Linked DNA regions of Zea mays: region 2 is linked to region 1. The links are chromatin contacts, called in public Hi-C maps. All regions are on one chromosome and are shown on one strand. The core of a region is the stretch at or near the end of the contact, and the rest is flanking DNA. Distances in the headings are between cores, read along the strand shown. Region 1 holds the start of LOC100194045 (SWR1 complex subunit 6). Region 2 holds the start of LOC100276769 (Hypoxia-responsive family protein).

Region 1 (3,263 bases), core at 238-2,737:
GCGGTCGTCCCCGACGCTCCTCCGCGCCGCCCCCGCCGTGCTCCTCCGCGCCGCGCCGCACGCGGCCCCCGACGCCGCCACGTTCCGCATCCTCACCGCCGCGCTCTGCCGCGCCGGCCAGCCCTCCGCCGCCGCGGACCTCATCCGCTGCATGCCGCCGCTCCTCCTCGACCCGGACCCCTGCCACTGCCGCGCGGTCCTCGCCTCCCTCTGCCGCCGGGGCGCGCCGGCCCGGGACGCGCTCGATTTCCTCGACGACATGCGCCGGTGGGGCGTCCCGCCGGCGCGGCCCGACCATCACGCCGTCGTCGGCGCGCTCCTGCGCGAGGGGATGGCCGCCGAGGCGTACGAGGTCGTGGCCAGGCGGATGGCCGCCGACGGCGTTGCCCCGGGCCTCCCGGAGTTCGAGCAGCTGCTCCGCGCGTTCCGCGAGCGCGGACGGCTCGACGCCGTCGAGGAGGCGTTCGACGAAATGCTCCTGCGCGGGCTCGTCCCGTGCGCGCGCGTCTACGGCGTCTACCTCGGCGCGCTGTGCGACGGGGGCGACCTGGCCGCCGCGCGCCGGATGCTGGGGTGCATGGAGCGCGCCGGGTGCCCGCCGGACGCCCGGGCCTTCGGCGTCGTCGCCGCCGGGTGCGTGGCCGCCGGGGACGTGGAGGCCGCGAGGGAGGTGGCGAGGGATGCCGTCGGGCGGGGCCTGCGCTGGGACGCGCCCGCGCTGTCGGAGCTGGTCGCCCCGCTGCGCGCCGGCGGCCACGTCGCACGGGCGCGTCCCCTGCTGCTGGACATCCTGCGGGACGGCTGCTGCGCTGCCCCGGTTGATGCTGCGGTCTTTGAGCAGCTGGTTGGAGGCGCATCGTGCGCCGTCGGCGAGGGTCTGGGCGTCGAGGCGGTGCCACGCTGATGTCAGTTTTGGTGGCGGCCGACTGAGCTTGTACTCCACTGCCGTTCAATCACGGATCAGTTACTGATTCATAGGCTCACAGCAAATACGGAGTACCGTCCTCAGGTGCACTTGTTTACGCCGGCGACGGCGCCTTGTACAGGAGTGTCATGAGTTATCTGCGACGGTTCAATTTAACAAGGAAGTTATAACGGTGCAACCTGGTGGTGAGAGAGAGAGAGAGATATGACAGGAAAATTTAAACCATTTTATTAACAAGAAAAATTTCACACCAGCTGAGCAATGACAGAATAGTTTCGGCTTCACTTCTGGCTGGTCACACAATCAAGCACGCATCCCCATCCACACGATGCGAGGTATAATCATCGTACAAGCACACCTTGGGACTGTCGTTGCTTCCATACTGCAATAATACAGAGTATACGTATCTTCTATATCATCTCTAATAAAATAAGTATAAACATTAAACTCCTTCAATTTGCTCTTGCTTCATCACGGTTGCCTACCAACCAGACGGCCCGGCCCAATATCTAGCAATCCGTTACGCACGCATGGGAATCCAACGGAGTAGCCAGCCCACTCACTACCCATGCCCAGTTCTCCCTGTCCACCGGCCGCCGCCGCCGCTGCCGTGCGCTTAATCCTACCCCTGTCTGTCTCCTCATCCAGTGCAAGGAGCGCCCACCGCTGCCTGTGTCGTTTGGTCACCGGAGATGGATGGGGATGAGGAGAACGTCGGGCCGTTCCGCCGGACTAGCGCGCGCACGCGCCGCATGGCCACGCGCATGGCGTCCGCGCTCGCCAGCTCGGACAATCGCGCCCAGGTAACGGTGGGATTGGACTGGTTGCTCCTCTTCCCCCGCTGTTTCCCTACAGTTTGTCAATTCCCTTTCGTCTACGAGTATTCACTGTGTTGAAATTAGAATTGCTGTTGCAGAGCTCACTCGATATTTTATCTCCGCACGTGCTGGGGTCAAAAAATACTATCCAATTCTATCTAGGAGTATCAAATTACCATATCAAGCATTGGCCTTATGTTTTTTTTTTCTAGAAGAAGGATTGGTCTCATCGACAAGTAGTTTTGGTAATACTATTACTTACGCCTATGAACTAGAGCAAATAGTCATGTGTCTAAAAAATCGATAGTAGAATTAGCTAACTAACAAATAGTTGACTAACTATTAGCTAATTATAGCTGGGTTGAACCAACTAATAACTAAACTAATGGATAGTTGAGGGTGTAGCTAATGGTTAGCTGGACTATTAGATGAGACATGAGAGTGTTTGGATGTCTCTAACTAAAAATAAATAATATCTAAACTATTAGTTGGGTTATTCGGATGTCTTCAGCTAATTTTAGCAGCTAATTATTAGCTCTAGTGCATTCAAACAGGGTCTAAGTATAGACTCTAGAAAAAAAAGGAACATATTTCTATCCTGGGTTTACACTGCTTATTATGTGCCATGTGTATTGTTGTACCCGTGCCTTCTCATGACTCCTTACCAAAGGATTTGAGGTGTTAACTCAGATTCCATTCATATTGAGACCATTTTGTGCTTATAGGTTGCTGACTTGCTGATCAGTTACTGTGTCTGAAACTATTCTCCTTTATGTTTTGCTGCCTCATTATGGAAACACCTCTGTATCTGTAATGCCATTCAGGCTGCATTAGCTCGCCTTGAAGCTCTTGAGAGCGATAATGGTGGGGTCGAGGTGGTAGATCTTAATGATGATGAGTACGGATCCACGGATGAAGAAGACCCTGGTCAGTTTCTTTCTCATTTATTATTCTCAAAGTAATGGTACGATGTGGAAAATGATAGGGTAGCTGTAGCATGTAGCCATGTATAAACTCAATGCAAAAACTGTCGTCACTCTTTGCAAACTGTGAGTGGTGAAACCCAGAATACTTGTCCATGTTGATATCGCTTCTAGTATCAGTTTTGCAAAGGAGAAAAAAACACACACAACAACAACATTACCTACTACTTGTTTTCGCAAATGATTCGATAAAGAAGATTAAAACTATCCTGAAAGGCAATATTTGAAAGATATATACTTTCATTTCTGCCACGAATAATAACACCACAAATCGTTCATACTGTGGCTGTGTTATTAGCATCTGAAAACGCCTCTGAAGTCAGCATTTATATATCCTTGAACTCCACGTGCTACAGCTCGTAAACTGCAAAGGTTCCTGGGTTCAACTCAAATGCTCTACCCGCTGATAAACTGAAGTTCATTGATGTAAGCCAAACTTCTGTTTTCTGCTTTCCTCGATACAGTTCTCATGCAAAAAAAACAGTCCAAGATCATGAAACGTAAAACAAGGCAAGGGAAAGCTTTGGAGAAGAGGGC
Region 2 (3,601 bases), core at 471-2,970, 200 kb before region 1:
CTGGGGGGCACCTCCATTCTATTCCTTTTGATTCAGTGATCAAACGGTCATGGTCGAGAAAGATAAAATCTGAAACGGTTGTTATACATTGATGCTTTATTAAATGATCTCAATATTGAAAAGCCGGTGACTTACATCAGGTTTAGTTCATATGCTTTTGGTTCGTCAACCTTCACCAAAAGGCAGGGGGGCATATGTTGGACACCAAATGTGTCTCGCGGACGGTCCGGCCCTGAGGCCGGACGGTCCGCGGTCCGGACTGTCCGCGGTGGTGGCGCGGACGGTCCGCGCGTGCGCAGAATCAGTTAGGGTTCCTAGTTTCTCGCGGGATTAGTTACCTAAAACCACGGGATTAACTCGGAAATCAGTTGGAAGCGGATCCAGACCTCCCCCTTTATATAGATGAAGGGCTACGGCCGATTGAACCCCCATCAATCGAACAAATCAAGTCTATTTCTCGTTTTTATCTTACGCATTAGGAATAGTTCTAGTCTAGTTCTAGTTTAGCCTCTCAATCTCCAAATTCTCCGCCTCTCTTCGACTCTACGTCGATTAGAGGAGTCTAGGTCGGCCTGCCGAGCCTAGACAACACCTAGGATCTCTCCTCCCCGACGGGGTCCCTCCCGGGAGCAAGATCCAGGCGCCGCCGGCGACCTTCGCCACCCCCTGCGCACGCGTGGACCGTCCGGCCTGTAGGCGCGGACCGTCCGGCCGTCAGGCAGGGAACCTTTGCCCCTGCTCCAGGTCGCGGACCGTCCGGTCCCTGGTCGCGGACCGTCCGCGCCTGTGCAGAGAGCACCGCCGCCGGTTCTTGTTGAGTGTTTGGCACCCGAAAAAGGTGTCAATAGCTGGTTACTCTAGTGACATCAAGGCAAAGTGAGGGGGAAAGGGGGCGATGACTAGGGTAGGGTTTAGTACCGTATGAGCCACCTCCACCTTAGGAGAGACGACGCGAGGATTGACATATAGTTTCTCACTCGAAATAAAATTGCATTTATATAGGTTATATGGTAGATGTGGTGAGATCGGACATGATAACTAGTTCTAATAGAGACATACATCATTGTAAATGCTTATAACATGTTTGAACAAAATTTCCATTTAGATAAGATATACCTATATAATATATAGAAAATATAGCAATGTATGGACACCTAATAAACAGTAGAGTTAATGTGTTGGTTTGTCATTATGCTATTATCATGGGCCATTGGGATTTTGATAATCTAGTGTTGTGACAGTTGTAATTGCAGTTTAGCCCACTTCGAAAATACACTATCTACAAATCGCACAACGTATGTAATAATTGTAAAGACCGGATTTGACAAAAAAATAAATACTGCGTGTACTCTGGTGGCCATCCATGGATGGGAACTTTAATATAGGTAAATCTATAGTTAGAGCCCCGAAGGTTTGAAATTTTAATTAACGATTCTTGTTTGTTTGGGTCCAAATTGCACTTGTAAATGATGGCAATCCAGCGAATTCGTAACCTGGGTACGTGCTGCGGCCACCACGCCAACAGAAAGGGGAGTGGCCTACGCCGGCCGTGCGTGCCCACAAGAAGCTAGGGAAACCGGGGAGAAACGGAAGGCCGGGGCGCCTCTGGTTTCGTCGTCTCCGCCCGTTTGTTCCCCCCTCTTCCATGGCGTGGCAGGCAGGGTCATCTCGGCACCTGGCTGGCTATAAGTAGCTCACCTGGCTGCATCCATCACTGGCACGCATCCGCGAAATCCAAGAGCAGCAGCAGCAGCAGACCAAGATCGAGGGAGGGAGGAAGACAGACAGACAGACAGAGAGATGGAGCGGATGAGCTCGTCGGTGCAGTCCTGGGTGGAGGAACACAAGCTCTCGTCCATCGGTGAGTTAATTAATTAGTGGCACCGACCGAACACCCATCCATCGACAGCAGATCAGACCCTGCAGCCCGGCCGGCAATGGTGCGCTATCCTAGATCCACCACCGTTCACTGACTAGACATGCTGCGCGTGTGTACGACAGGAGCCGTGTGGGCGACGGCGGTGGGCGCGTCCGTGGCGTACAGCCGGCGGAGGGCGCCGGCGCGGGCCACGAGCCTGCGCCTCATCCACGCCAGGATGCACGCCCAGGCGCTCACGCTCGCCGTGCTCGGGGGAGCCGCGCTCGCGCACCGCTATTACGGCAGCAGCGAGAGGAGGCAGAGGCAGGAGGACCTGGACTACGGCTTCAAATCCCAGCTGCCGCCGGCCACCGACGCCGAGGGCAACGAGAACGAGCGCTGGAGCTGGTAGTGGCAGGGCAGACTAGCAGTGAGTGACCAGTGAGCCTTCAGATGCATACATCAGATCAGAGAGAAGGAAGGAAGAGGGACAATAAATAGATTAATTAGTACTAGTAGCAATAATAATAATTGCATGCCTGTTTGCCAATCAATGATACATGACGTGGCGCCTGATCCTGTTCGTCACGGCCCATAAACCCAGGAAGCAGCTAGCCCATGTATGTGTGGCCTGTTATGCGTTACCGTACTTCGTTTTCACTCGTTAATAGTACTCTAGATTTCAAAAAAAAAAGTCCCATTTTTTGTAATCCCTGTTTGTAGTACTTTTAGAGAGAGAGACCTTTGTGCCCTTTTTTCTCTCCCCATGGCACGTACCATTCCATATATTATTCAGCCATATGCATATACTTCGAAAGAGACCGAGCGAGGGCCCACATATCGGGTGAGTGGGAGGATAGTGGTTTTTCCCCTAACACACTAACACAAGTCTTTTCTTCAGGTTGCAAAGTCCCTCTCAAGCCTCAACCTACCTACCGCTGGTCCATTCATGACGATCCTTCCCTTCATCCATTTTATATAACATATCCATGCAATCATATATCCAAATCATTGTATCCTAGTCTAATTATAGGGGTCCTTATGACAGGAAAATGGTTGTACTGTCCTTCCAGCCAAGTTTATATATTTTATTATTATGGAAGAAAAATGTTCCATCCTTATGCACACTCCTACATACGGCTATTACAGATCGAGAATTAACTAAACATCCACCATAAAATAAAAAAAAGAGGAATCCTTAGAAAGAACCACTCAATATTCCTCTAGTATAGTATCCATATCTTGCGGACATCTTCATGGTCACCCCCTCTAAGGCTCTAGTAGTCGACACACCGCAAGGACCTCACAATGATCTTCTTTCTGCAATAATCTTCAAAATGTTCCCTAGAAAAGAACATGCATGGATAATGGTATTCGTTTACTAGAAAAGACCACATCATTACCATAAAGCCAAATGGCCCAAAACATTATGAGTCTTTTCTATTTGTGGTTCCCTTGTTAGCATACCGATTTCTAGTTAGATGATTAATACTAGAAGGTCTATTAACGATTCTCCAATTATTTGTAGCAAGATAACAATCAAAGAAAGGTGTTGGATATTATTCTCAACTTGATAAAAAAAACTGCATTTCATACTATATCTACATCTACGCTTAGCTAAGTTGTCTTTAGTGAAATTAACGTTCCTCCCTAAGTATCACGAGAAAATTTTAATTTTGAGAGGGAGTTTTAGCTTCTAAAACAACCTATTGAGATTTAAGAGGGTGTCCATTAAAAGTAAGT

Evidence for each region. Hi-C and Micro-C count contacts between places; a contact is called where the count stands out from the background.
Region 2: a Hi-C map of ear shows a contact between it and region 1, with 2.0 times the contacts expected there. The contact joins the promoter of LOC100276769 here to the promoter of LOC100194045 in region 1. A contact is called at or near these places in 2 of 25 Hi-C or Micro-C datasets (ear and tassel).

The regions. Positions count from the first base shown.
Region 1 is chr4:189,101,382-189,104,644 of Zm-B73-REFERENCE-NAM-5.0, reverse strand. It overlaps LOC100194045 (SWR1 complex subunit 6), which reads left to right and starts at 1,487. Exons shown (of 4, transcript NM_001359382.1): 1 at 1,487-1,728; 2 at 2,568-2,670; 3 at 3,191-3,263. The coding sequence starts at 1,618.
Region 2 is chr4:189,302,946-189,306,546 of Zm-B73-REFERENCE-NAM-5.0, reverse strand. LOC100276769 (Hypoxia-responsive family protein) reads left to right here and starts at 1,720. Exons shown (of 2, transcript NM_001150483.1): 1 at 1,720-1,861; 2 at 2,002-2,552. The coding sequence starts at 1,801. The coding sequence ends at 2,270.